Regions from separate parts of the Macaca fascicularis genome. Here region 1 is linked to region 2. A link is a contact called in public Hi-C data. All regions are on one chromosome and are shown on one strand. The core of a region is the stretch at or near the end of the contact, and the rest is flanking DNA. Distances in the headings are between cores, read along the strand shown.

Region 1 (3,092 bases), core at 470-2,969, 1.3 Mb after region 2:
TAATTTTTTATGTAATTTTAAGTAAATCCTTCATTTTTTAAAAAAACAGCTTCTTTTACAAAATGAATTCAAGTAGATTATTAACAAAGATTCCTAGCAATTCTAAAACCCCATATTTCCTTGAAACTTTCCGTTTTATATAAAGGGATGTGTGCAGCATGTATAGGAGTCAAATGTTTAACATAAACTATTAGTGGCAATTGTTATGAAGAAAAATGGATAGCATAAATGTCTAGTCTTGTTATACTCCCTTTAAAAACTACCCACTTTTCTAGGGTGGGTCAGTAAGCTGCAGAGTGTATATATAACACGATTTAGCAGGTCAACAGGTCAGGGGCTAATTACTTGTAGATCACATCAACCTCTTGAAGACCGAATCATCTGGAGATGTGTTACAAGTGACTTCAACAGTAAGTACAGCATGGACTCAATAATAAAATGGGAGATAATGGTTAAAACAAAGCTAAGCATCACATCAGAGTAGGATCCTGACATGATTTTATTCCAGTAATGTAAATGTTCCCATCCTAGCCCTCATTCACCACTACCTCCTCTTATCATTGAGGAAACAGGCAGAGACAGAATGGAAAGGCAGTCAGCTTAATTTAAGAAACTTTCTTAAGTTCAGAAAGACTGAATTAGTTTTGACCCAGAAAAAGAGCTCAATTGAGAACTCTGAGGTTAGCAACCTTAAATCCTGACTCAATTCTGATATATTCCTGCCAAAGGCAACGTGACTGAGGTTACCTGAGAGACAGTTTTTCTGCAAAACATGGCCAACCATGCTCAAGACAAAATTACAACACATAATTTATCTTTGGCATTCTTCAAATTATTTACCTCATCTCCTGTTCCCAACTCTTAATCCCAGAATACAGGAATTTGATGATGTCTATATAGCCTATAAAAGTCCACAAATTGAAGTGCCTACTGTGTGAAAGCCATTGGGGGACTACAAACGTAAAGGATGTATAATCCCACTAAGATGTTCACGCTTATGATTTAGTAGGAAAAACAGAACACTGCCTTACAGATATTACAGGCACAGAGAATTCTAAAACATCCCAAATTCTAAATATATATATATATATATATATATATTTTTTTTTTTTTTTCCCAAATCCCACAGGGTACTGAGATATGGCTATGAGAGTGCCTTAGGAATGTCAGTTTAACTAAATCCTGTGAGGGCATCCACATTTTGAAAGAGTTCTCTTTTAACCTAAACAAACAAACGAACAAACACTCCTCTCACTTAAGTTCATTCGGCATTGACGGGTCTCTGGTTCTTCAAGTTTTCATCTGAAAGTCTCAGTCTTTGCTATCACAACCAACGCCCCCTTCCTACACTCCAAAGTTGATGGAATGAAAAGTCGTGGAATTGAGGGTTTAATAAAAAGAACAGAAGTAACGGGGGAAAAATGTGTAAATTTTAGGGCTTGGAATTGGAGACGTGGGGAAACGTCGCCACCTTCTGGTAAGTGATGGAAATGAGCAGGAAAAAAGATCCAAGCTGAGAATCGGCTTTTTTTTTTTTTTCCAAAGCAGCAAGTCACGCACCCCCCGCTTAGGCAAATTCCGAGACCCGCCCTTTCCGGAAGTTTTAACACTCTGTGCGCCCGGGCAATGTGATTGACAGGGTAATCATCCGGTCCGTTATCTAAACCCGTCACTCCGGGAAACAGCGACCCGATCTTTCCGGATCCGCGCTTTCCCAGCATCCTTTGCCTTCCGGTATGTGGCCCCGTCTGGCTAGTCACGTCTAGCGCGCCCATTTCGAGCCCAAGTTTCCAGCTCGGGTTTCCGGGCTCAGAAGTTTCCAGGAGTGGGTTCTTCGGCAGAGGCTGTGGGAGCGGGAATGGCGCAGCTAGAGGGTTACTATTTCTCGGCTGCCTTGAGCTGTACCTTTTTAGTGTCTTGCCTCCTCTTCTCCGCCTTCAGCCGGGCGCTGCGAGAGCCCTACATGGATGAGATCTTCCACCTGCCTCAGGCGCAACGCTACTGTGAGGGCCATTTCTCCCTTTCCCAGGTGGGGTCTCCAACCTGTCCCCACCCCAGGAGAGGCCTGAGAGGTCCCAGCGTCCCCAGCTCCTTCTCCCATCCTTAGACTTAACTCGTCCCGTTCCACCCCACTAGCCCCAGAACATGAAAGAAACTGGGTATAGAATTTTGTTCCTGTCTCTGAGATCTGTGAAATATTTATTAAATGAATGAATAAACAGTAGATCTGTCTCCCAGGAGGGAATGATCTGGGAGAATACTTAATGGGGAACTGAGCGCTCCTGTTGGCAGCTGACGATGTCTATCCCACTTTGTCTTTCCTTGTCTCGGGAGTAAAGGTATTGCGGTGCTCCTTGGAAATACCAGAAAACTTACCTTTAGCTCACCTGTCAAGCACCTCACTATACATTTTAGGGGTGGGATAGTATGGACTGGAGGGATCTTCAGCTACCAAAAAGTGACCATTTATAATCAGAAATTCCTTCCCTGAGTATTTTTAGTGAACTATCTGTTAACTGGATAAACTGGCAACCAGTCCAGTCACATCATTTTTGAATATATATTTGACTGTGCAAGTATGTACATATAAATATCAAAATAAACATCGCCTGCTTTTCTGGTGACACAATATAGGGTACTGGCTAGAAATATAAAGTCTGTTTTAGAGAAAGATCTGATCTTAAATCATGGTGCTGTGATTTACTACTTTTGTGATCTTGGAGATGTTCTGAGTTTCAGAAATTCAGGTTACCTATCTGCAAAATAACAGTAATCTTTACTATAAGGCATATTGTAACGTTAATACAGAGGGTTTGGCACAATTTCTGTCTCCGTTTATGTTAGCTGTCATCATGGAGCCTGTGGACCAAATGTTTTCCTAAACTTAGAGTCCCAACCAGTGTTTCCATGCTTTTAAAAACTGGAGCATTTGCAGCTTATTTACCAAAATAAAGACTTTTTAAAGAACATTTCTTGGAAAATAGAAATAGATTTTAAGTTGTTGTTTTCTGTTGGTTGCTGCTATCTGAACAATCACTAAGCTGGTCCGGGGGCAAAATATAAGAAAAACGAATCCTGTTTTGCCAAGGACT
Region 2 (3,024 bases), core at 429-2,928:
GTTACAGTACTCACCCTATTCATTCTGAATCTCATGAGTGGTTCCAGGCAGTTTCTAGGCAGGCCAAGGGGAAGTGCTACTTAACAATGGACTAGAGATTTTGAAAGGCTGAGTGGGAAGGAGAAAACTGGGTGAAGGGGTGTCAGGAAGAGACACTAAAGGAAATGTTCTAAATGCCTTTTAAACATGTGTTTTGCTCTGTAGCACATGAGCTAGCCCTATCCTTCACCTCTCTCAAGAAAATGCTATTAGACCCGCATTACTTGTCAGTTATTTGGAGTTGAAAAAACTTTTTGAGATACCAACCAAGGACTAACAATTAGGGTGCAGAGCTAAAGCAGAGGCTAGCTACTCAAGGAGGTCCAGTCATGTTCTAGTATAAACACACAAAAGCAGTTTCTCTAATTAGAAAGGACGACTTAGGGGAACCAAAACAGGCCGACCAAATCTTCACTAGTGGTCTGTTTCCTGCAGAGCTCTAGAATACACGGTTTCCTTTTTTTTTTTTTTTTTAGATGGAGTCTCCCTCTGTTGCCCAGGCTGGAGTGCTGTGGCGCTATCTCGGCTCACTGCTAACCTTCGCCTCCCGAGTTCAAGCCATTCTCCTGCCTCAGCCTCCAGAAGAGCTGGGATTACAGGCGTGCATCACCACGCCCAGCTAATTTTTAGAATACACCGTTTACTCTTAATACCCTTAATTCAGCCCTTTAGTTCTTATTAGCCAGTGTTATTAACGCCATTATAGAGCCTTAATGGGGATAAAACCAACAAGAGCTGGAACGAAGGGCAGCAACCTACAATCCTAAGAGTAAATCACAGGCTACTAGTGTGTAAATTATTTGGTCCCAGGATTTCCCCAGGGTCTAAAGGCACTTACTTGTTGATGAACTCATATCCGGACATAATGTTGCCTAGTTGATCAGATCCGCCCAGCTGGACCCTGCATCCATAACGCTGGAAGAGGTAATAGAAGTCATAGGCCTGGAGCACCTGGTAAAAGAATTCGGCCAAGCTCATGCCTTCCGCGCTCTTGAGCCGCAGCTGCACGCTCTGCCGGCTCAGCAGCGTCCCCATGCGGAAGTGACCCCCAACTGCCGCCAGAAAGTCCACCAGGTGCTGCTTCTGGTACCAGGCCGAGTTGTCCAGCACAGTGAAGCTGCCCCAGGAGCGCCCATCAGTGAAAAGCTGCTGGTGATTAGCCGCCAGAGCCTCAAGCCCTAGGCGCAGGGCGCGCGCGTTGGCTCGCACGCGCTCTGTCTCCAGCGCCTCGCGTTCCTTGGTACGGCCGCTCGGGTCTCCCAGGCGCGCCGTGGCGCCTCCCACCAGCGCGATCACGTTGTGGCCCGCTCGCTGCAAATGAAACAGGCCCAGCAGCGCAAGAAGATGGCCCACATGAAGCGAGTCTGCCGTGGGGTCGAAGCCACAGTAAATGGTTTGGGGAAAACTCGCCGTGCCACGGTCGAAGAGCTCTGGGAGTTCTATTTTCGTCCCCGTCTCCGGGAAGAAGTCCTTGAACAGTCCTCGAGCCTTCTGCGCTGCCAGTAACCCCTGAGGGCCCGAGTGGGCCTTACGCAGCCCCAAGGGCAAGAAAACTGAGAGATTTAGGGTACCAGACCAGCGGCCCCAGGAAAAGGACCGAAAGATGGGCGCCGCCATATTGATGGCGGCACGAAGGGAATGCTGGGATTGCAGAGGCCCCGCCACACCCACCTGCTTGCCGCGCCTAGGGAAGGTACGTCAGTGTTTTTCTGCGCATGCCCAAGGCGGTTACGTAGTTACGGAGCTTGCGCTCTCAGCAGTTGAGTTCCGACTCCAAGTGGCGATTCCGCCTTAGAGCCGTCGCTTTAAGTTCCCTGAAACTTAATTTCCCCATTCGCAGTGTGGATCTGCTTGATAGTTCCTACCTCATAAGACTGTTGTGAACCTTAAGAATTAAAGCATTTGGCACATAACGCTTCACAAATGTTAACTTGTATTTAAATTTTCACGTAAAAAGATTGTGATGCGCAAGTTCTTTGAAGTCTTGGTTCCGTGCAAAAAGCTGCTCACAGAGGTTGAGAAAGGTTAGGAGTTGGTTTAACATCTCGGAGAGAGAGTTGCTGCTGAGACGCAGGCAATTTCATAGTACCGATTCCCCAATTGCACCTCAGTCTCCAGTATTCATCAGCTCTTCCAGGAGGTGGCAGTCTTGTCCAAGCTATAGCAAGAAAAACTCAGTGCAATAAAGTACATGTATCAAGTCCTGTGGTTTATTTATTTATTTTAAATACAGTTAACTAGGTTGGGACACAGCTTAGCATGAGTGGATTCAAATTAGTATTCACATCGTGCAGCTTGACAAGTGCTCTGAATACTCACCAGGGATGAGGTGCTTACTGGCAACTGGCTGGCAGGTAATCTAGCTTCAAAATCCCACGTTAGAGCCTGATTTCTAGGACCGCTTTCAAAACCCCTGGACTCTGAGTTGGGGGGAGACTGGTTTGCAGGAGGGTTACTGGAGTGTGCTCTTAAGAACAACACGTATAATGGAGTGAGGGAGGCCGGGTTGGGCGGAGGGAGAAAGAGGTTGAACTGTGAACAATTTGTAATAGAGGCCTCAGGCAATCCAGTAGGGGCTCTGGAGCCGGGATTTCCTTTCAGAGTCATCCTGAATTGAGGCCACAGGGCAGACCTTTAGACCCTCTTACTGACTGCTCATTAAATGTGGGATGTTTCTGGGGAGGAAGCAAAACGCTGCTGGGTAAGGCTTTTGGAGAGGGAGAGGTGCAGAAAGGAACCAGCTGTGAGCCATAAGCAACCAACACTCCCAGCAGCTGGGGGATTGAGTGCCTTGGTCCTGGGGCTGGAGTCTGGGCCATGTTCCAAATCATTCCCTACAGGACTTTTCCATTTTTTAACGTTATAAAGTCATCTAACAAAATGAAAACTTATTTTAATAATTAGTTTCTTTGCATGTATAACTATCAGTGAATTAGTTTCTCATTGCCAGATAGTAACTTCAATAGGATTTTGAGATACTCATTC

Evidence for each region. Hi-C and Micro-C count contacts between places; a contact is called where the count stands out from the background.
Region 1: a contact with region 2 is called in a Hi-C map of liver, with 4 times the contacts expected there. The contact joins the promoter of LOC102129056 here to the promoter of YARS2 in region 2. A contact is called at or near these places in 2 of 2 Hi-C or Micro-C datasets (liver and skeletal muscle).

The regions. Positions count from the first base shown.
Region 1 is chr11:36,702,652-36,705,743 of T2T-MFA8v1.1, forward strand. It overlaps LOC102129056 (dol-P-Glc:Glc(2)Man(9)GlcNAc(2)-PP-Dol alpha-1,2-glucosyltransferase), which reads left to right and starts at 1,720. Exons shown (of 3, transcript XM_065524019.2): 1 at 1,720-2,029. The coding sequence starts at 1,859.
Region 2 is chr11:35,352,726-35,355,749 of T2T-MFA8v1.1, forward strand. It overlaps YARS2 (tyrosyl-tRNA synthetase 2), which reads right to left and starts at 1,679. Exons shown (of 5, transcript XM_045365006.2): 1 at 878-1,679. The coding sequence starts at 1,656.